2 separate regions of the Sus scrofa genome follow, and region 2 is linked to region 1. The links are chromatin contacts, called in public HiChIP or PLAC-seq maps. All regions are on one chromosome and are shown on one strand. Each heading gives the region's core, a stretch centred on a gene start, on an enhancer-like site or on the middle of the called end of the contact. The rest is flanking DNA. Distances are from core to core; before and after follow the strand shown. Region 1 has its middle 230 kb from the start of PIK3R1. Region 2 has its middle 400 kb from the start of CD180.

Evidence for each region. HiChIP or PLAC-seq counts read pairs in DNA pulled down with a chosen protein or histone mark.
Region 2: a contact with region 1 is called in an H3K27ac HiChIP or PLAC-seq map of alveolar macrophages. The contact joins two enhancer-like sites. A contact is called at or near these places in 1 of 47 Hi-C or Micro-C datasets (heart right ventricle) and 2 of 2 datasets of contacts at active chromatin or transcription factors (alveolar macrophages and skeletal muscle).

The regions. Positions count from the first base shown.
Region 1 is chr16:46,197,600-46,203,207 of Sscrofa11.1, forward strand. No RefSeq gene overlaps it. Among named protein-coding and RNA genes, the nearest start is that of PIK3R1, 230 kb to the right of the region's middle. Within about 2 kb of position 3,817, at least 5 of the 83 cell types and tissues checked have an H3K27ac peak or open chromatin away from gene starts, as enhancers often do. A contact at or near this core is called in alveolar macrophages, where this site is marked.
Region 2 is chr16:45,987,389-45,993,009 of Sscrofa11.1, forward strand. No RefSeq gene overlaps it. Among named protein-coding and RNA genes, the nearest start is that of CD180, 400 kb to the left of the region's middle. Within about 2 kb of position 4,248, at least 8 of the 83 cell types and tissues checked have an H3K27ac peak or open chromatin away from gene starts, as enhancers often do. A contact at or near this core is called in alveolar macrophages, where this site is marked.

The DNA.
Region 1 (5,608 bases), core at 2,567-5,066:
GTCTCCTGGAGCATAACCAGTTCAGACATGTTTTACCAAAGTACTTGCCTATAGAACCCAAACATCTCTTATTTCTTAGTGGTTAAATTAAATCTTGCTCTGTACCAGGACTACTGCAATGTGGCCATTGAAAAGTTTGTAAGATAGAACATCAGATTCTAACCCTTTTATAACAAGGAGAGAAAATGAGTATATACATTTTAGAAGCATTTTAATGCAAATGATTAGGAAAGAAGAGTAGAAAGGGCCTAATTTAAAAGAAAGTTCCTTTTATATCTATAATTATATCTTTATAAATAAATAAATATATCTTTGTAGGAGTTCGATCATGGCTCATCAGAAATGAATCTGACTAGTTCCCATGAGGACTCAGTTTTGATCCCTGGCCTCACTCAGTGGGTTAAGGATCTGATGTTGCTGTAACCTGTGGTGTAGGTCGCAGACATGGCTCGGATCCTGTGTTACCATGGCTGTGGTATAGGCCAGCAGCTGCAGCTCCAATTTAACCCCTAGCCTGGGAACCTCCATATGCCATGGTTGTGGCCCTAAAAAGACTGATAAATAAATAAATAAATAAATGTATTTGTAAATAAAAGATAAATACATTATTTATATATTATTTATTTAAATTTTTTGCAGTAAATTTTACATATGAATAAATATGGAGATTAATGTGTAAATATATTTTACATGAATATATTTATGAATATATTATTTATAGTATATATTTATAATATAAAAAGAGCTACCTCTTTGAGTGATAAGATCACTTTGGAATTGAATACACATTAATTCCCTTCACAAGACTTAATCATGTTAACTTCTCCAGGCAAAGAGGTCTCCTAACATTTTGTGCACATTCACTATGATAAAATAGTATCAAGTGCCATCCTTCTTGCCAAGAGGCTAAGAAGAAACTGAAGTATAGCCTTTATTATATATCAGTTGCACAGAGCCTATAGGTCAGTGCCTTGCCATCACTAGACATTAACAAAAGTTTTCTTTCCTGTTATTTTATATCATAGAAAATTCAAAACAGATATGAAAGTAGAGACAATAAAAAATGATACACTTCCAGGCACCATTACCTAACTTCACCAAATATCAACTGAAAGCCAGTTTTATTTCACTTGTATGCCTATGCACTTTTTCATTACCCCATGCATGGGTTACTTTGAAATAAACACATGAGATCATATCATTTCACTTACAAATATTTTAGTGTATGTCTAAAAGTTAAAGACTTAAAAAAATACTGTTAAGACTATTATCATGCCTTAAAGACTCTATGACAAGAATTCATTATATCAAATAGGTAGGCAGTTTTAAAATTTGTCTCATTGTCTCATAATTTTTATATAATTATTTTATTGAATTATGGTTAATTTGTAATGTTAGTTTCCAGTGTACAACAATGATTCAACATCTTTCAGGTCTTACTCCATTAAAATTTTTTATAAAATATTGGCTGTATTCCCTGTGCTGTACAACATATCCTTGCAGCTTATTTATTTTATACGCAATAGTTTGTACCTTTTCATCCCAACCGCTATCTTGCCCCCTTCTTCCCTACCCCCCTGGTAACCACTAGTTTGCTCTCTGTACCTGAATTTGTTTCTGTTTTCTTACATTCATTTGTTTGTTTTATTTTTTAGATTCCATGTATGAGTGATAATAGGCAGTATTTGTCTTTGTCTGAATTATCTCAGACATAACTTTTGTTTTAATTAGCTTCAAAGTCATTGTATTTCAGTGACTCATTTGTCTCTTAAGTCTCTTTTCAACTATATTAAAAGTATCCAATAGTAGCCATACATGGAATATTAAATTTAAAATGTAAAAAAGCAGCAATAATTGTAATAATATTTTTGATTACAGCAATATATGTAAGACATTGTCATTTTGGCACACAATGTGTATAAAAATTATTACTTTGGGGAGTATTGACTCTCCAAAATTTGGTGTGGGTTTTGCATTTATGGCACATCTCAATTTGAACTTGCCACTTTTCAGGTGCTCAACACCCATATATATTTAGTACTTACTAACTGGACACTGTAGATGTTTCTGGTAATCAAAGGAAAAGAACATGGAAAGGGTTTTTATGTAACTCTTCCTTACCAACGGATAAGAAGAGGATTACCAACAGTGGGACAAATATATATTAGAGCCTGTGTCTTCCCAGAGCTTGAGACAGACATGCATGTGCCCAATTTCTTTGAAAATGTGATCCTTTAGAGCAGAGGTGCATGGCAGGGGAGGAGAACATTGAAGAAGGGAAAACCTGTGCAAAAAAATGTTGTAGGCTTGGCTTCTGATATAGGAAGCTGATGGTTCATTCTGCTGGGACTTTCTGAGGACTCATAAAAAGGGTCGCAAAAGGAATCACATAGAGCAAACAGGAAAGTATTTGTGTTCCATCCACCAGTGCTAAAGGAAGGACCCTAGGCATTATCACTTTCATTCTTCTGGTTGTGAATGTATAAGCAGCGTCTCCAGTTTTGCAGCGTCTCCTTCCAGGAGAGGAAGCCAGCAGTATCTAACTAGAGCAGAGACCAAGTGCTGGGCAGTTCTGACCCCTGAGAGCTGTGCTGATAGATCAAAGCCTGCAGGGAATAAGTTGCCCAATGCAGCAGTGGCTAGAATGAGAATACAGCCAAGAGGATTCTGGAGGGAACATGGCAGATGTCCAAAGAATACACTTGTAACTTGAAAGTAAACATATGTTAGATGAAAACCATTTACCACGGAGATCTGATGACCATGACAAGAACATGGCGGGGGGCACAATTCAATAAGGATCAGAACAGTCAGAAAGAGAATAATATTAGGAATATAGATCCAACTAAACTCCATTATCTACTCTTTTTTAAAGTCTCAATAGCATTGAGAACTATGTCTAGATACTCATGTTGCAACAGAAGAAAGGGTGGGGGAAAAAACTGTAAATGCAATGTATACATCTAAGGATAACCTGACCCCCTTGCTGTACTGTGAGAAAATTAAAAAAAAAAAAAAGTCTCAGTTTCTTCAAATGTAATCAACAATATCTAACATTGCAGCCAGAATATATAATGTCCCAGTTTTCATTCCAGTATGTGTATACCTTAATTGTGTTAGTGTGTTTTTCTGGAATTAATCAGATTTTCACAAGGTGGACAATAGCCAGTCAGTGCCTAGACATCATATCCACTTAGTAAACATCACGTCTCCAACACTAGTAGTTGAGAAAATTTTGTAAAGCCATTTTTTCAGAGCTAGACATGACCTTAGAAAGGGACATGTCAACTGGTACCACTAAGTGATAAAAGAATTCCCTGAAGATCCTTTGTAAGAAATAGGCTTGTAACATGTGCTGCCTCCAGAGGATAAATGAGAAACACCTGGCTTAGTTTTGTAATGTCCCTTTGTCTCAATCCTTACAGTTGTCCTAAAGCTAAGTAGCTAATCCAACCTCTGCCAGTAAGTGCTGTTACCTAAAGTGAGACTCACATTAACCGAAACATTAAGTTCAAGGATGCCAGGTTCTATAAAACACCTTTTACCAAATCTATACTTTGAAAACAGTATGATCTCACTTACCTACCTTGCTACCATCCTATAGCAGATAAATCATCTGCCAGAGTGAGATTTAACTATGCTTTAAAATGTCTGTGATGGCTATAAAAGAAATTGTGTTCCTAAACACCACACACGTTATAGGATCTCACTCTCCTTATATGTCAAATGCTGACGGGGAAGGAGGGGAAAAGGCCATGTGGCGGGGGGAGGACGAAGAGGAGTGTCCTGGGAGTTAGAGTGAAGGAGATTGAAGAGAATCTAAATGGCTGGGATGAGGAAGGAAGTGGAGAGGAGGAACAGATTTCAACATTGCTGTGCACAAGGAGTGAGTGCCTCTTAAATATTCTTCGTACCAAATTACAGAGGAAGCCACTCCTTTTTATTGAAGTATAACTGACTTACAATGTTCTGTTAGTTTCTGATGTATAGCAAAGTGATTCAATTATACATATACATATTCTTTTTCAGATTCTTTTCCATTATAGGTTATGATAAGGTAGTGAATATACCTTGCTATATAGTAGGTCCTTGTTGTTTATCTATTTTTTTTTGTAGTAGTGTATATCTGTTAAGTCCAAACTCCTAAATGATTCCTTCCTCACCACCTTACCCCTTTGGTAACCATAAGTTTGTTTTCTATGTCTGTCAGTCTATTTTAGTATTGAAAATAAGTTCATGTGTATCGTTTTTTTAGATTACAAATATAAGTGATGTCATATGATATTGATCTTTCTCTTTCTGATTTACTAGGTATGATGATCTCTACATCTATCCATGTTGCTACAAATGACATTATTTCATTCTTTTTAATAACTGAGTAATATTCTCTTACACACGAGTGTGTGTGTGTGTGTGTGTGAGTGTGTATAACACATCTTCTTTATCCATTTATCTGTCAGTGGACTTCAGTTGAAAATCAATTCTTTTTTGGAGTTCCTGTCCTGGCTCGGTGGTTAACAAATCCAACTAGGAACCATGAGGTGGCGGGTTCCATCTCTGGCCTTGCTCAGTGGGTTAAGGATCTGGCATTGCCATGAGCTGTGGTGTAGGTTGCAGACGTGGCTCAGACCCCGCATTGCTGTGGCTCTAGCACAGGCCGGTGGCTACAGCTCCAATTCGACCCCTAGCCTGGGAACCTCCATATGCCGTGGGAGCAGCCCTAGAAAAGGCAAAAAGACAAAAAAAAATTCCTTTTTAATTAATATTGACTTTTGAACTGTTCTTACTTATCGCTATGTGGGTCTTTATGTTATAGAGAATACACTAATCTCCTCCAAATGAAACCCAAGTTCAGAGAGATGTTCATCAGATGTACATTTATATGATGTAGCCCAGTTGTTGATTAACTTGGCTTTGTGTCTTAGTTTTCATATTTGTTTTAGTTCCTTTTTTCAGAGCTGCATTTTTAAAACACTTGGTTTAGCTTTGGAAATATTTCTACTGAGTGTAACAGCTATTGTGGTTAAGTTTCCACTGCATTGTTAGTCATTTCATTTCATTTGTCTGACACATATTAAGTGCCAACCATATGTCAGACTTGACAAAGAGAACCAGGAGTTGGAGATGATCAATGATCAGACCTTGCACTGAAAGCTCAGTAGGTGCCAGTAAGACCACTGGAATGTGTCAAAATTCATGTATACTTATATTAGTATTCACAGTCCTGCAGGCCATGATCTTAGGAAGCTTATAAGATCTATTATGGCCAAATCAGTGCAACCACCAAGATAACCTCAGCTTTGGATAGTTGTACATGGGAGGATGAAAAGTGAAAAATTGAGTCATTCATCCTAATATATTGCCAATATTTGGAAATTTCTGGGCAGCTGTCTGATTTCCTTCACTTTTATCTTGAAGTTTGGCTTTGTGTAACCATATGTTGAATGTAAGCACTCTCAGGAGTGCATATCCTCAGTTTCAAGGGCATTTTGATCTGATCGGAGGTGATAACACAACTGAAACTGAGTCATGGCATTTGCTGTATCCCTCCCATTCCAGTAAAAATGGTTGGAAGATGTTCAGCACCTGAAATTCATCAGAACTTCAA
Region 2 (5,621 bases), core at 2,998-5,497, 210 kb before region 1:
TATTTGGTGAAATGTCTTTTCAAGTCATTTGTTCATTCTTTAATGAGTTGTTTGGGTTTTTTTTTTTATTGTTGTTGCTCTGTTTTGTTTTATTGTTTAACGTATCTTTCATTATAGAGCGATACTTTTGTAAAGTACTTTAAAATTATTGCCAGTGAATTATTGGATATCAGGATGGAGGATTTTAAGATGAAGTCCTAGTACATCTGTTTCTAGCCATAGGAAAGTAAACGTGATTGACTCACTCTTCTACCTTAAACAATTAGGAAACCAGAATAATGTATGAAACAACACTTTTTCAGATATTGAACAAAAGTCCTGGTAGGAGTACGATCCCTTCAGAGAGTGGAAACAAACAAGGTGACTCCTACTATTGCCTCAGCTTATTGCTTGGAGGCAGCTCAATTGCACACCTCGGGAGGATCACACTGATCCCTGTTAACCTAATTGCCTGCCACAACAAATCCACAGCTACGGAAAGGATTTCAGCAAAATCCAGTACAAAGTCCTGAAAATTCACACTAGCCAATACAAAAAAAAAAAAAAAAAAAAAAAAAAGGTCAGGAAATATGATCCTTAAGGGGAAAAAAAAATCAACTGTTAAAAGATGAATAATAAAAATGAAACAGAAAAAAATGACATCAAAATATAAGACCCCTTTTAAAAATTATTAGATTTAATGGACAGAAAAAAATTATTCTGTCAAATTGCTATAAAAGTTTCCAAATTCTTGTTCATAAGTTCTGTACTTACCATTCCATGAAATGGCCAGTAACAATTCACAGACTGTTAACTGGTTCATAGACTACACTTTATGCTATCCTAATTAGACTAGAATTTTTTTTTTTTTTTTTGGTCTTTTTAGGGCTGCATCTGCAGCACATGGAAATTCCCAGGCTAGGTGTCCAATCAGAGCTGCAGCCTCCAGCCTATTCCAGAGCCACAGCAACTTGGGATCTGAGCTGCATCTGTGACCTACCCCACAGTTCATGGCAATGCCAGATCCTTAACCCACTGAGGCCAAGGATCGAACCCGCATCCTCATGGATGCTAGGTGGGTTCGTTAACTTCTGAGCCACAACGGGAGCTCTGTAGACTAGTACATTTTTTTTAACCTCAAGCAGATTGACTTGAATATGATTACAAAAAAAACAAACAAACAAAAAATCATGAATCTCTTGAATGTGTGGCCTTAGAGAAGAAGAGCCTGTGTCCCAGAGTGGTTACAAGTCTCCAGGGAGTCCAGTCTGAGTGACTTCCACCACAGAGCGTTCCCAGCACTGCAGCAGACCTCGAGGAACACCTGAGGTGAAGTCCCAAGTGCTCAGAGTGAAGTGCGGCAAGGAAATTTATGAGAGGCTTAATTAGCACAGTCATTTTAGATAACTGGAGACATAAGTTTTTAAGTAAAACCCTTCTAAGCCTAATTATTTCCTCTGTTAGCATGGACTTCAGAAGAAACTGCACTAAATCATTCTGGAAATAGGTCCTCAATTCACAAGATGCTGAGAACTAATTACTTAATGCATTGAATTGTGTGCATGTTATAACTGCCGAGTATGAAGACATGATTAGCAGAGCAACCACATGCCCTTTACCAATTACCTCTTCAAGGCAAACGTCTGCGGACACATTTTTCCAGAGGAGAATGGAATATTGTCTTCTGGAAAGCTGCTAATTAACAGAGGCTATCTCTTAATAGTCGTACAGATTGTTGATCAGCCTCTCCAGGCTCAAAACTGTTGTGTGAGATGAAGCTGGAAATAGAAAGTGGGAAAAAAAAGACAAATATATATAAACTGGGGATATGCATGTGTCATTGACGACTTTCTATTTGTTACGTTCCTTGTGGAACCCATTGCAACCCATCTATCAATGTCTTTTTCCATTCCTTTTGTTTCTCATCTATGAAAAGAATATAATGATAATAGCACCTTCCTTATAAAGTTTAAATAGGTTAATATAGGTAAACATATTTGCACATGCTAAGGGCTTGGTAAATATTAACTCTCTATATCTGTATCTCTACATCTATAGATGCTTACATAGTTTTCATTCATTCAAATCCACTTAAGAAATGTATAGTGTGAGAGGGATCAGTCTGAAAATTGCACAGCTGGGTTTTGTAAATTAAAAGCTCTGGTATAGTTTTGTAGGATGCAGCACTGTTTATTTCAAGTTAGCCATTTTCATTATTTTCTCTGGCAAAAGCACATCACCCCAAGGGCAAGGAGTTGAGTCCTTAGGTGTGGGCCATAGAATCAAGCTGAGAGGGCAGTCACCTGCTGTCAACTTCATCGTTTGCAAAAGTTCATTATTTCTTTTGGTTTCCCCATAGAATCATTACCACCCCTTTCCTACTACTGGGTCATTTTAATCTATAGGTGAGAAAAAGAGTTATTCGGCAGAGCACTGAGCGATAGTTGCCTTGGCTGGCAGTTGCCACTACCATCCAGAGGGCTCAGAAAAATGACAGAGGTGACACAGTAACTAAGCTCCATCAAACGTGAAAAATGGCAAGTGGACGTTTCATTTTTTTTGTTTTAAGTCTACCTCCCTTTTCCTTGCTGTGAAAATAGAACCTCATGGTGAGGACACTTGGCAGAGACAAGTGAACAGGTATGCCTGGCTTGGGCATTCACATCTGAAATTTTTGATGAGTGCCTTGCCTGGTCACAGACAACTGTATCAAGCCTGCAGGACTGCATCCTTCCTGTTTTAGCAGGAGACAGCTCTGTGGATTGTCGAGTTGCTTTATGGATTCCAGTGGGTGCTCCCTATATAAATGTGGGAACGTCTCTTAAGATAACCAGTGGCCACTAGGGATGAATGCTCTGACTACTTTTGTTGACAGTAAATAAAATGATTTTGAAATGGATCATACAGAGGTCTCATCTGTAGAGAAAGGACTCTTTTGGTTATCCTGATGCTTGGCTCAATTGGTTTTCTGAAATGAGAATGTAATATTCCTGAGAGGTTGAACTGTTTTCATTTAAAAATTATCATTTAGGGGAGTTCCCATTGTGGCTGGGGTAACAAACCCAGCTAGCATCCATGAGGATGCGGGCTTGATCCCTGGCCTCCCTCAGTGGGTTAAGAATCCAGTGTTGCCGTGAGCTGCGGTGTAGGTCGCAGTCACAGCTGTGATCCTGCATTGCTGATGATGTGGTGTAGGCCAGCAGCTGCAGCTCTGATTGGACCCCTAGCCTGATAACTTCCACATGTAGTGGGTGCAGCCCTAAAAAGCAAAAACAAACAAACAAATAAACAAAAAAGGTCATTTGGGGTTAGATGTGAGCTCATGCTAAACTAGAGGTAACAAAAATTAGATAATAAGGAATTTATTTTTTTGTTTTCTGCTTCCTAACTTTCCCCCGTGACATTCTCTAAATTTCTTAGTTGGTGACATTTTGTTGTTTCTATGTTCTTTCTTAATACCCTCATTCAGTCTCTTGGTTTCACATATCACCATTGCTTTGTGAAAAACAACTGAATTTCTCTTTACAGTTATGGGGCTGCTTCTTATATGAGGTGATAAATCTCTATCATCTAGGCCATCTCAGTTCAATATTCTCTTACTTATACCTTAAAGCATCTTGACTCTTTTCCCTCAAAACAGTAGTGGGAGAGTGAATCATTCTAAAGCCATGTCATGTTCATGTCCCTCCCGTGTTCAGAAATCTTCAGTAGTTCCCTACTCCCTATCAAAAAACTCTAAATTTATTATCTAGCATTTAAGACTTTCCTAAAATTTGTTCCAACCTACCTTTCCAAGCTTGTTTCTTATATGCTTCATTTACACGGTCTCTTGCAGAGGTCGAAACACTTTAAGGGCTTCTGTGGGGAGAGGGAAGAGGAGAGGGTACCACCCAGTGCAGTGGCTTATTGTGTCCTGGATCAAAGCTTCCTCCCCCTTCCCAGCACCTTCCCTGCCTCCAGGGACTAAATGTGAAACTAGCTGGGGTCAGTCCAATTTTCAACCAGAAATTCACTTCTGTTTAGAAGGCAGAGATCATCATCAGAAAGTTCTTCTGTATCCAAATGTAGATTAAAGAGCAAAGTGAACTTCCTGAAAGGTAGGGGTTGCCTTGAGATCATGGCTCCTGGACCCCTGAGCTCTAGGATCAGCACTGTCGGGGGTAACTCTTGAGTACTGCGTGCCCTCAATATGCAAGTTTCTCCTCTGGCAGCAGGAAGCACATAGATAATGCTGAAGCTGCAAGACCAAAACCAGAACAAATTCCAGAACACAGAAAAACAGGAACAAAGCATGCAGGCAGCCAGCATAAAGGGGCCAGCAAGGGCCAGTGTCACTGCCTCGGCAAGAGTTCCCTCCAGGATGAATCTCCTCTTCTAGACCTTTCCATAGCCAGACTATGGACAGCCCACACCTGCTCAGAAAATATTAGCCCAAATGGTCTGTATGTTTTCAAGGTTCAGAAGCTGCCTTGAGGATCTGCCACCTCTTTTCACATCCAGAACATCCCTACCAACAAGACAGAAGCAAAGCTCCTCTGAACACACAGATATTTGCCTTCAGAATGATCTGAAACCTCTCCTGGATCCAGCTAACTAGGACCAGAATTCTTCCCTGAATACCAAACTGCAGCCAGCTCCGTGCATTCTAGAACCAGGACCCACACCTGCTGCTCCCGTATCCCCTGGCCTGGGATAGGCCAGGGTAGAAAACAGACTGATGCCCTTGGCAGGCAGCCTTGTCAGCGCTGCTCCATTGCTTCTACATGGTACTCGGCCAAATCTGTGCCCCCAAACCAAGTAGTTACCTCTGTCTCCCACAGGAGTAATGGGCCTGGCAGATTCCTGTGCCCACCACGCTGACCCCTCCACTAGTGTCCAGTGGGGAGCCCCTCAGCCTAGGGTAGAGCCCATATGGATCACCTCAAAAGCAGCTAGATCATCAGGAACACCGCTTCTAAACTTAATCCAGAATATGCTTCCCCCTGATGAGAAAACACCCATAGCAGCACATGGAACACAGAATGCCAGGGTATTAAATGAACCCAAAGAAACCATGAGGATTGATACAACCATACTGGCTCACTAACAAAGCCTAGGTAAGAGACCTGGGTCACAGATGGTCAGCTCCTTCACAGCAGGTATCATCTTCTAATTGTGGCCCCAGTGGAGGGAGAGCAACTTCCTGGGAGACACGGGTGTTCCAGGAGAAGGCACATTTTAACATTCTGTAACACCATACCTCAAAATTCAGCAGATACAGCACTTTATAGGCCCAAGAGGCCCTGACGCCTTCACTGTATTGGGCAATGGCCTACCTTCAGTCTTTTTGGAACAGATCTGCAGGAGGTCTACATGAGTGGGATCTTTTCTCTATACTCTACCTGAGAAGCCCAGCCAGACACTGAAATAGTCCCCATGAGAGGAAGTTCCAGGCCATAAACAGCCGTGGGGTCCTAAACCAGGGTGTTTGCACAGGGGATGATGGGCATACCAGCCCCAAGAACATACAAGCTTTGCCTGGCTTAGGAGGTCTGGTGTCTGGAAATTTGAGCAGCTTTCTGGGTACAGGTCTGTCCATGCTAAGCCTCAACCAGTGGGATCACAAACCACTCTGAAGCAAGAGGAAAGTATTAATGAAATGT